3 separate regions of the Sus scrofa genome follow, and regions 2 and 3 are each linked to region 1. A link is a contact called in public Hi-C and HiChIP or PLAC-seq data. All regions are on one chromosome and are shown on one strand. Each heading gives the region's core, a stretch centred on a gene start, on an enhancer-like site or on the middle of the called end of the contact. The rest is flanking DNA. Distances are from core to core; before and after follow the strand shown.

Region 1 (3,759 bases), core at 227-2,726:
AATCATTTTTGAACTACGAACCCCTTTCGCAATCTGATACAAGCTATGGAAAATACACATATACACAATTCTGTACACAATTTTCGGGGGTTTTAGGGCTCTTAGGAAAGCTCATCATAGACCTCCTCCTCAGGTCTCTAATATTTGGGAGTCCTTTTAAAGTTAACCTTGTCCATTTTCTCCTTTAAGTTTTCCATGAGAGAGAGGATACATGGAAAAATCACCTTATATGAAGGTAACCTATCACCACAATTTTTTTTTTTTTTTGGTCTTCTTGTCTTTTTCAGGGCTACACCTGTGGCATATGGAGGTTCCCAGGCTAGGGGTCCAATCAGAGCTGTGGCTCCTGGCCTACGCTACAGCTAGAGCAATGCAGGATCTGAGCAGCATCTGCGACCTATACCACAGCTCATGGCAACGCCGGATCCCTGGCCCGCTGAGCAAGGCCAGTGATCGAACCCACGTCCTCATGGATGCTAGTCGGGTTCGTTAACTGCTGAGCCATGATGGGAACTCCAATTTTTTTTTGTTTTTATTTTTGCTTTTTAGGGTCACACCTGTGGCATATGGAAGTTTCCAGGCTACAGGTCGAATTGGAACTACAGCTACCTACACCATAGCCACAGCAACATGGGATCTGAGCTGGTCAGTGACCTACACCACAGCTCACGGCAAGGCTGGATCCTTAACCCACTGAGCAAGGCCAGGGATCAAACCCGAGTCCTCATGGATTCTAGTAGGGTTTGTAACCCGCTGAGCCACAGTGGGAACTCCCACCTGTATACAGTTTTAGGGGGTTTTAGGGACTTTAGGAAAGTTCATTGTAAACCTGTTCATCAGGTCTCTACCTTGCAGCCCTTTATAAGCTAACCTAGTCCATTTTTCTCTTTAATGCAGTGCTATCTCCACAAGAGAGGATACTTGGAAAAATCACCTTATACAGCAAAGCAGCCTATCACTACAAATTCTTTTGACCATATCTTCCAGAGAGACAAGTCCATGTATGATAAGACGTAACCATGATGACAGTAAAAATACATTTGTACCGTGTTTTGACTTTGTATACACGTTTCCACCCGCATCATTTTATGCCACTGACATCCTTGACACATAGGTAGGGAGGGCATTGTTGTCCCCTTTTACAGATGAGGAGACTGAGGAATAGAAGGCTAAGCGGCTACTTGTGATACCAGTGCCAGTTGACAATGGCTTTGAGACAGGAACCAAGATCTTGTCACTCCCAGGCCGAGCCTCCCAGAGAAGTACAGGTCAGGGCCATCTTGACCTCTCTCCCCTCTGGGAGAGACGCTGTGAAGGCAATCTTTGCGCATGCCCACTCTTACCCCACAGAGCCTTCCCAATGGGAAACAGAGTCATGGAGGAAATGATATTTTCCCACATGAGGAAAGCAGCACTGTGCCCCCCAGTGAAGCCAAGGTTGTGTGGATGGAGGGGAACTTCCTACTAGAGGCTTCCTCTTGGCCAGTGAAACCTAACCAGTCATTTCCTTTTTCTTCTCAAGACTTGCAGCATTTCCTCCTACAGTCCGGCAAAAATGAGTCTAGAGGAGCGCCACCTACTGGACCATAAGGATCGCCACTTATTTGCCCCGCCCCTCTCCAAGGGGCCATGCTGCCTATCGGAAAATTGGACCCATACCTCTTACCATCCACTAGGATAAACGCCACATGGACCAGAAACCTACATGTGAAAAATGAAACCACGCAAGCATGAGAAGACACCATGGGTGGACAAACTTACACCCTGGGTGTGGGAAAAGTCTTTCTCTGACCCAAACCCCGCTACAATCTAAGGGCAGCTCTGGGTACCTGCTCCTCCAGCTGAGAGAGAACACGTGGAGCAGCTTTCTCTCCTACGTAGCATCCGCTCCTCCCAATGAGCTACGCGCCTGTCCCCAACCAAAAGTTTCCTTGGGACAAGAAGGGATGTGGAACTCCTGAGAAACCTAAGAACTAATCAGTCTGGCTTGGCTCACAGTCCGCATCTCCTCAGCAGAAGGGGAAAGAGGTCTCACCATCATGCCTCACAAAAGGGAGACACTTTCAATACCAACATGCTCGGAAAGCCATGCCCAGTCCGACCCTGAATGAATGTTTCCAATGAAAACTAAAATATCCAGACGCAAAAAGGAAAATATTGATAAATTCAGCACATTTTAAAAAACCCTGCTTCCTGGCAAAAAAAAAAAAAAAGTGCAAAGTGAGAGAAAGCTTTGTAACATTTGTCACAAATCCAGGCTAATCTCTAATATTATTAATATAAGGAACGTTTAAATATTGAGAAAAAATGGCCAAGACTTGATAGAAAATTGGGCAGAAAGCATGAATAGACAGTTCCCCCCAACACATACAAAATATATAAATGCATCTTAAAAATATGAAAAGATGTTCGGCTTCACTCATAATGATATAGATGCATATTTGGACTACAATAAGATACTATTTTATTGAGTTGTCAAAAATTTTAAAGTTAGGTAATACGTTCTGTCATCAAGGCTGTGAGGAAAAGGGGAGTCTCATAATCCCTGTTTGCTACTAATCAAATATAAGACACAACTTAAATGCTCACCCATTCAAATACTAACTGAATAAACTATGATGAATTCACACAACAGATTAATATAAAGCTGAAAAAGTTGAGAGATATTTCTATGAATTAACATGTGGTGATTTCTAAAATATATTAAGTAAGAAAATCCAGGTGCTGGAATGTGGATATAGTATGCTACTTTTTGTATAAGAAAAAGAAACAAAGGAAGAGTAAATCAGAAAGTAATAAAAATGGTTGCTGGAGTTCCTGTCGTGGTTCAATGGTTAACGAATCCGACTAGGAACCTTGAGGTTGTGGGTTCGATCCCTGGCCTTTCTCAGTGGGTTAAGGATCTGGCATTGCCGTGAGCAGCTGTGGTGTAGGTCACAGACGCGGCTTGGATCCCGAGTTGCCGTGGCTCTGGCGTAGGCCTGTGGCTACAGCTCCGATTAGACCCCTACTCTGGGAACCTCAATATGCCCCGGGAAGCAGCCCCAGAAAAGGCAAAAAGACAAAAAAAAAAAAAAAAAACCCAAAACCCCCAAAAAACAAATGGTTGCCCATGGTGGATGGATAGGAATGGAGTGTGAGAAATAAAAATAGCAGTAAGGCTTCTGAGTACACTCTTTATAGAGAGAGTTTTGACTTTTGAACCATGTAAAAATTTTATGTATTAAATTTTAAAAGATTCAAAGAAAGCAAACGCTGAAACTAAATGCAAATACAAACAAAGAAATCTAACTGGGTATGAATTTGATAATAGACCCCCCCAACATACAGATACACACAACACACACACACAGATACACACACCACACACACACACGCGCGCGCGCGCGCGCGGTTAATTTCAATGCATTGTGAATACTTTGTACACCTTTAGTGGGATATATTCTAAGAACAAACAGAACTACAAAGTCTTGAATTTTCCTCTGAAGTCTTCTTGTTGGAAATGGTATTGGAACAGTAATTCTGAAACTGTTTTGAGTATGTTGTAGGGTTGAGTAAGTGATTAAGTATACTGAGGTTGATAGGAATCAGGGTTCTCACTGTGAAGGAAGAGAGACACAAACATGGAATGGGAAGGTGAGGAAGAACCCTACAGAGCTGGACTTGAATTGGAGGAAATTTCTTTCGAAAAAAAAGCGCTTCCTAACTCTGTCCACTAAGAGATCTGTAAGCCATATCCCAGGAGCGATGAGCAAACCT
Region 2 (3,626 bases), core at 954-3,453, 130 kb before region 1:
CTCCAGAACTTTTGGGTTGTTCCTGGTCAAGAGTGCGAATAAGTTTACTATATCCAACAATATACTCAATTTAAGTAAGTATAGTAAATTCACAGGCCACTGAGAATAAAGAGGAGGAAAAGATTGCTGCCAGGAAAGCAGATAACAGTTTCATTCTACCACATGTTCGAACGGAGTCGTTAGTGTTAAAAACAACATACAAAAAACCTTGACACGTTCATAAATCTGCCTCTCCAGCTTGCCCCACATTTCCAAATACCACTTTGGGTCATCAACTGAATTCACTTCTTATGTGGGGATACTGCTCACCTACTTAAATAGCGTGCCTGACAAATGTAGGAAAACGCAGCTCTGAAGCACTTTTTTTTTTTTTTTTTTGGTCTTTTGTCTTTTTAGCGCCGCACCCACAGCATATGTTGGTTCCCAGGCTAGGGGTCAAACTGGAGCTGTAGTTGCCAGCCTATGCCAGAGCTCAGAAATGCCAGATCTGAGCCGAGTCTGCAACCTACACCACAACTCATGGCAGCGCCGGATCCTTAACCCACTGATCGAGACTAGGGATCAAACCCGTGTCCTCATGGATACTAGTCAGATTCGTTAACCACTGAGCCACAACGGGAACTCCTAAGGCCTCTTTTTACTGGCCCTGCCTTAACATGAAATTCACAGCATTCATCTTTCAGGGTCTTGAAGGTCTCTACTAAAATGTAAATGCCGTGGCCCGTGCTATAAATTTTCATCCAGATTCTATCTGAAAGAGTAATATAGTATTAACCATTAGCAACAGCACCAATTTATTAACCAGATTAATTTCTGTCCCTTGGGAGGGTCTTGGAGAAAGGGGATAGAAGGTGAGTAGGACTACGAGGGGGGCAGGATTTGGAGTCTCAGAGACCTGGATTGTAGGCTGACATTAGGATCCAGTCCACAGGTACCAGCTGGAGAGAAGAGGGAGGCGCAGAGAGAAAAGGACTAGAGAAAGAAGAAGGTCACAGTGCCAGGAACAAACACGCCTAAGACTCCTGTCAGCAGCCGCCATCTGCAGTAATCATATCAGCCTTGTTTGAGGGGCACATGGAATCAGAGCCATGCGGGACGAAACCTGGACAAGGTGCAAGTAGGTACTGAAATCCAGTCACGTCTCCTTGCCAAGCCCTGAGTCCTGGGAGGGCTGCATCTGCCCTGAGCGATGCCTTTCTCTGGGTGATGCAAATATTTTGCAGTGGCCGCAGCTGCATCAAAATAATTTTCAAGCCTTTTCCACCTGTGGAGGGACAAGAGTGTGTTGTCACTTCCCGGTGGCACCATCTTCTTCCACTGTGAGGAGTGTGACAAGGACCTTGTCACCTTCCATGTCGACTGTGCACCCAGGCCATGACCATCCAGGCACCCTCCTGACACTAGGCTTGTTTGGGATGTAGCAGAAGGCAGAGGACAGCAGGCTATAGCCAGGAAAGAACAGCATAGCCGTTATCGAATTATTTTCAGTGACAGACCCACTGGAGCCAAGTCGGTACTGGAAATGCCAACACTGATCAATTGTCAGAGCGCTCAGAGAACCACAAGGGGAGAGCTTCCTTTCCACTAGAATCCTGCTCAACAGAAATTGAAAAGGAAACATTTTATCTTCTCATTTTTCTGCTATGTTATTGACGGCAAAAAAACAAAAACAAAAGCAAAAAACTTACCAGAATCAACATTAGGGAGATCCCTGTAGCCTGTACGTTATTTCTCCCGATGCTTTCAGGACAATGTTCATTTGCAGGATGGCTTCTGTCATATTTTGACAAGGAGGAAGTCCCTCAGGATTGCTGCCCCCTCCATAGAGCCGTGGGCATCCCTGGGGAGCCCCGGTGGGAGCCCAGATCCCACTCATGAAGGAAGCTTTGGTGATCACCGTGGCATTTTCTTCCTTGGTTTTCCTCTTTCATTAGTTCCAACTGATGATGTCATGCAGACGCTAAACATAGAGGCAGCCACCTAGGAGCTTTTAATTCATGGCACCAACTGCCCTTAAGATCTTCCTTCCAAGAGTCTGCCGCTGCCCTACGTATTTGCGTAGGGTTAAAGGATTGTGTCTCCAGTGGTCCTGTGAAGGGCGAGCTTGCTACTCTGCAGGGCCCTTACACAAGCAGCCCCTTCCTACAATCTGACTTCCTGTTGTGCCCAATCAGGTCTTCTGCTAAGCCCCAAGGAGACGGGGCCAACCAAATAGATGTGTGGAGTTTCCCGCCTAATTGTGCCATTCTTATCTATCTTCAGCCTTTGTCAGTCCCTCGGAAGACTTCCAGTCACCCTGACTCTGGTTTAAATGACCCTCTTCCACTCTCCTGCAACAGTCTGTGCAGGCACCTAGGACACTCAGCTCTAAAAGGGAATTTCCGGTTCCCAGGATTTCACATAAGGGCAAAGGTTAGTTTACGTCTCCAAATCTCCTTTCATTTTCACTTCTGTCATAAAGGACCAAATAAAATCACTCTTTGAGTATCATTCTTAAGCACTTCTCAAAGGAAGGAAAAATTGATATTCGTTGCACAAAATCTGAAAAAAATAAAGTCTCTATTGCTCAAAATGGCAAATGCGGTTGTGGGTCATGAATCTGGTCTAAATCACTAAAATCCATAAAAATAGTTACGATGTGTTCATAAAACACCTCTTGCAAGACTTTCCATAAGCAACTTTAGCAGGTAATGAAACATCAGACAATGGGAAGTGCTAATTAACTCTGGCAAAGCCCTGAGAGGTTCGACTTTATTATATTAATTGGGTACTTCATGAACGCTGCACCCACAGACACGTGCCTTCATCACCCAGGTTTCCAGTATCGATGAGTAAAAGACTTAGAGCTCTTTCTGCCACCAGACTCATAGCCCAGGTTTTATTTTTGAGTTTCACAATGTACCTTCTTATGCCTTCTTGTACATCCCTGGGTCACTGGATAGAATAATTTCAGTAACTAGATGCTGTAATTGAGAATTAAGACTGTTAAGGGCTCAGGTCCCATGTTCAAAATTTGAAATTAAAATCAGATCTATAGGAGTTCCCTTCGTGTTGCAACAGAAACAAATCCGACTAGAATCCATGAGGGTGCGGGTTTGATCCCTGGCCTCACCCTGTGGGTCAGGGATCTGGCCTTGCCATGAGCTGTGGTGTAGGTTGCAGATGCGACTTGGATCTGGCCTGGCTGTGGCTGTGGCTGTGGCGTAGGCCAGCCGGCAGCTGTAGCTCCGATTAGACCTCTAGCCTGGGAACTCCCATATGCCATAGGTGCGGCCCTAAAAAGCAAAGAAAAGCACACACACACACACAGAAAGAAGATCAGATCTGTAAATCATAGGGAAAGATGTGAAACTGAGGTAGAGGGGAGAACAATTATCAAACAGGCTAAGAAAAACCCTTTGATGTCTAGTTTCTCTCATAAAATACAGTATTGGGGAAATTCACAGGATCTAGGATTCAGAAAGCACTCTTCACTCTTTCTCCTCTTTCCATGTAAAAAAAAAAAAAAATCCATAATAGTCTTGGCCTATGTTCTCAGGTTTCCCAGACCCATTAGCCGTCCTGCAGTACTGTGCTGTTTACCATTGTCTCCTGCTCTTGACAAAAGTATAGGCAATTTTCCATCA
Region 3 (3,404 bases), core at 473-2,972, 150 kb before region 1:
GTGTGGGTGGATTTTTATGGTTTTGTTTTTGTTTGGCTATTGAGTTGTATGAGTTTCTTACATATTTTGGATATTAACCCCTTATTGGATATATGCTTGACAAATATTTTCTCTGATTCCATAGGTTGCCTTTTCATCTTTATTGTTTCTTTTGCTGTGCAGAAGCCTTTTAGTTTTATGTAGTCTCCTTTGTTAATTTTTGCTTTTGTTGCTTGTGCTTTTGCTATCAAATCCAAAAAAAATTATTGCTAAGACTGGTGTCAAGGAGCTTCTCCCCTATGTTTTCTTTTAAGAGTTTTACAGCTTCACTTCTTACATGTAAGTCCTTAATCCATTTTGAGTTAATTATTGTGAGTGGTATAATTTGGGGTCCTATTCCACTCTTTTGCAGGTGACTATCCAGTTCTTCCAGCACCATAAGGAAAATTGAAGAGGCCATCCCTTCCCTGTTGAGTATACTTGGCAGTTGGAGATGCCTTGATTGAACCTTTACGAAAATCAACAAAAACACATGCCAAGGCCATCTGACATGTCAAATCTGTTATCCTCTTAAAAATTCACTGAATTTATTCACAGCTCTGTGGAGAACATTTGGCTTATATCAAGTAGTTTCGGTACTAAGATCCTTAAAAATAATCAGTTTGGAGTTTCCTGGTACCCTACTGGGTAAGGGTCCAGCATTTTCACTGCTGTGGTGTGGGTTCGAACCCTGGCTTGGGAACTTGCGCATGCCACAGGCATGGCAAAAAAAAAAAAAAAAAAAAAAAAAAAAAAAAAAAAATTATCACTTTGATGATTTCTACAGATGATGAAAAAGAGTCCATAGACTAGCCAGAATTGCATAGCTAGTTAGGGGCAGAACTGAAACAAAGATCCTTCCAGCTTGACTCCCATCACAGCAGAGCCTCCAGAGCCATGAGTGTGGTCACGGAGGCCAGGAGATGGTAGTAGTCCACCAGTTCTTTTTTCTTTTTCTTTTTTCCTTTTTAGGGTCACATCTGCAGCATATGAAAGTTCTCAGGCTAGGGGTCAAATCAGAGAATCGGAGCTCCAGCTGCCAGCCACAGCCACAGCAACACCAGATCTGAGCCGCATCTGAAACCTATACCACAGCTCATGGCAACACCAGATCCTTAACCCATCGAGCGAGGCTAGGGATCGAACCCTCATTCTCATGGGTACTATGCCGGGTTCTTAACCCACTGAGCCACAAAGGGAACTCCTGGACAGCCTTTAGACTATGATTGATTTCCTCATGGTAAATGTTTAAAGTTGCTCTGAAGCTCTGAAATACTTCTACTGTTTCTCCAAGTCTTTCTTCATTCCAAGACCATTTCTTAAAATTTCTAGATATATATTTTTTTAATCTTGGGAATAAGGTGTGTATAAGACTTGAAAGATCTGTTCAATAAATGTGTGTCAAAAGCGTACTGTAGTTAAAGTTTGTAAAGTCATATGAGAGAATAAGAAATGCTCATTATCAGCTTTATCCGAATGTTTCAGAGGACTTTTCTAAGCTTTAAGAAAAATAGTAAATGGGTTCATTCAGTAAAACAAAACAGCAAATATTTGCTTAAAAGTTCACTTTAAAGAAAAAAAAGGGTTCATTGAGACTAAATTCAGCAAGCGTCATCAGTGTGTTTTCATCGGTGGGATACGTAAAGTATTTGCTTAATAATCCACAAAAACAACCCAAAATGACGAAATGGTAGGATGTCTCAATCACTGCTTTATTTTTTATCCAAGGATGATGTAACCTACATTGAAATTACTATCATATTTGGGACACTGCTAGAGATTTCTAGCTAGAAATATGCAACTGTAAATGCGATGAGCTTACACTCTTCGTACCACTGGGCACTCTCATGGATCTCAGTTGTACACACAGCACTTGATTTCTTTGGAGGGTTATTGAGTTGAAGGATTCATCTCTGTTCTTATATTTAAGGTCCTCCTTTGCTTTTCTTTTTCAGGGGAGGGGAACTAGAGGTCCACAGAGTGTTTTGTGTCGTGTTATATGGATATGCTATCAATATTCACTCAAAATAATCAAACAATATGTTTTCCATAAAAACAGCCCCTTGTTACTCTTCATACTCTGAGTAAGCAGTCACACACACACACAGAAATACTTTATATTATAAATCAACATACCTCTCTCTCTATATATATATATATGTATATATACATATGTCAAAAAAAGAAAAATAAACACATCTTAATTAAATTATGTGAGTTTCCAGGAGTGTTCACCAAATAATGCCATAGGGATTATTCTAGTCTGGATTCCCAAATTTTTAATACACAAGCACACAACCAACTCATCCCCCCTGCCAAATGGCCAGTTTGATGCCTGTCAGTGAACTTCTGGGAATATTGTACTGTATTTATAAGTACACATTTCAATCTTCACCCATCCCTCCATCTCTTTGTGTTGTCAGAGATCATGCTAAGCTCTCCTTTCATCTGTCACCCCGCTGGCACACCCAGTGATCAATGCTGCCCTCCGTGTGAAGCCTCCCTGTTCCTTGATTGGAGCCTGCAGACCACTTCTCAGGGCTAAACCCCCTGGCAGTTGGGCATGGCCATATGACTAGTCCTGACCATTGGGCTGAGGAGAGAAGGGAGTATGCCTTCTGGAAGAAAGCACAGGAAAACCCCATGGGACCCTCCAGGGCGACGAGGGGGCAGGTTACTTCAATGGAGCAGCTATAAGACGGTGGAGTCTCTGTTACCCTGACTTTGTAAATGGCTGTGTGGAGCAGAGCCTCCTGCCAGGGAGAGGAACATGTAACAGGAGCTGGAAATGAAGGTGCTGTGTCAGACCACTCAGCTTTGAGGGTGTTTGTTTCTCCAGCAGCCTGATGATGCCCATGACTTCAGCTGGCATTGCTTCTAAGCCACCTGGACCAGAAATTCCCTCTACAGGTTCTCTGCACCTTCTCTAGGAAGCCCTATTTTCCGACCCTGGAGAAGGACACATAAATTTAGTTGCACAGATCCAGAACTCCTCCAGGAGGCACCCGCCACCTCAGGAAACACAGCCTTTATCTGGCTGCCCCAGCACACCTCTGCCACTCTTCCCAAACACGTTCATAGGCATCCTGGAAAGACAATTGCTGGGAATCCCTGTGCAGCCAGGACTTGCTTCCAGGACCCTCCTCCTGGGTAGCTCATGCCCAGACACCAGCTCCCTGGGGAAACGATCCTGTCCTTAGTTGGCCTCCTGGCTCCTCTCCAGCCCACTCGCTGGATTCAGTTCACAGCCCACTTCTCTCCGAAGCAGACTAAGACTCGCCTCGCCTCGGTACCTATTAGAGATGCTACATTCTCCCTCAGTTCATAAGCAAACACTTGTACTTCTGCAATTCTCCCTCTCCTACCATAGAAGCAATCAGCTACTT

The links. A called contact is a pair of places that touch in the nucleus more often than the background predicts. HiChIP or PLAC-seq counts read pairs in DNA pulled down with a chosen protein or histone mark.
Region 2: a contact with region 1 is called in an H3K27ac HiChIP or PLAC-seq map of alveolar macrophages. The contact joins two enhancer-like sites. A contact is called at or near these places in 6 of 47 Hi-C or Micro-C datasets (blood, epiblast stem cells, fetal heart ventricle and 2 more) and 2 of 2 datasets of contacts at active chromatin or transcription factors (alveolar macrophages and skeletal muscle).
Region 3: a contact with region 1 is called in a Hi-C map of alveolar macrophages, with 2.3 times the contacts expected there. The contact joins two enhancer-like sites. A contact is called at or near these places in 5 of 47 Hi-C or Micro-C datasets (alveolar macrophages, fetal heart ventricle, psoas muscle and 1 more) and 2 of 2 datasets of contacts at active chromatin or transcription factors (alveolar macrophages and skeletal muscle).

The regions. Positions count from the first base shown.
Region 1 is chr15:80,052,040-80,055,798 of Sscrofa11.1, forward strand. No RefSeq gene overlaps it. Among named protein-coding and RNA genes, the nearest start is that of SP3, 64 kb to the left of the region's middle. Within about 2 kb of position 1,477, at least 5 of the 83 cell types and tissues checked have an H3K27ac peak or open chromatin away from gene starts, as enhancers often do. A contact at or near this core is called in alveolar macrophages, where this site is marked.
Region 2 is chr15:79,918,193-79,921,818 of Sscrofa11.1, forward strand. No RefSeq gene overlaps it. Among named protein-coding and RNA genes, the nearest start is that of SP3, 70 kb to the right of the region's middle. Within about 2 kb of position 2,204, at least 5 of the 83 cell types and tissues checked have an H3K27ac peak or open chromatin away from gene starts, as enhancers often do. A contact at or near this core is called in alveolar macrophages, where this site is marked.
Region 3 is chr15:79,897,804-79,901,207 of Sscrofa11.1, forward strand. It overlaps LOC110257023 (a long non-coding RNA gene), which reads right to left. Exons shown (of 2, transcript XR_002339176.1): 1 at 3,070-3,404; 2 at 1,710-2,967. Among named protein-coding and RNA genes, the nearest start is that of SP3, 91 kb to the right of the region's middle. Within about 2 kb of position 1,723, at least 3 of the 83 cell types and tissues checked have an H3K27ac peak or open chromatin away from gene starts, as enhancers often do. A contact at or near this core is called in alveolar macrophages, where this site is marked.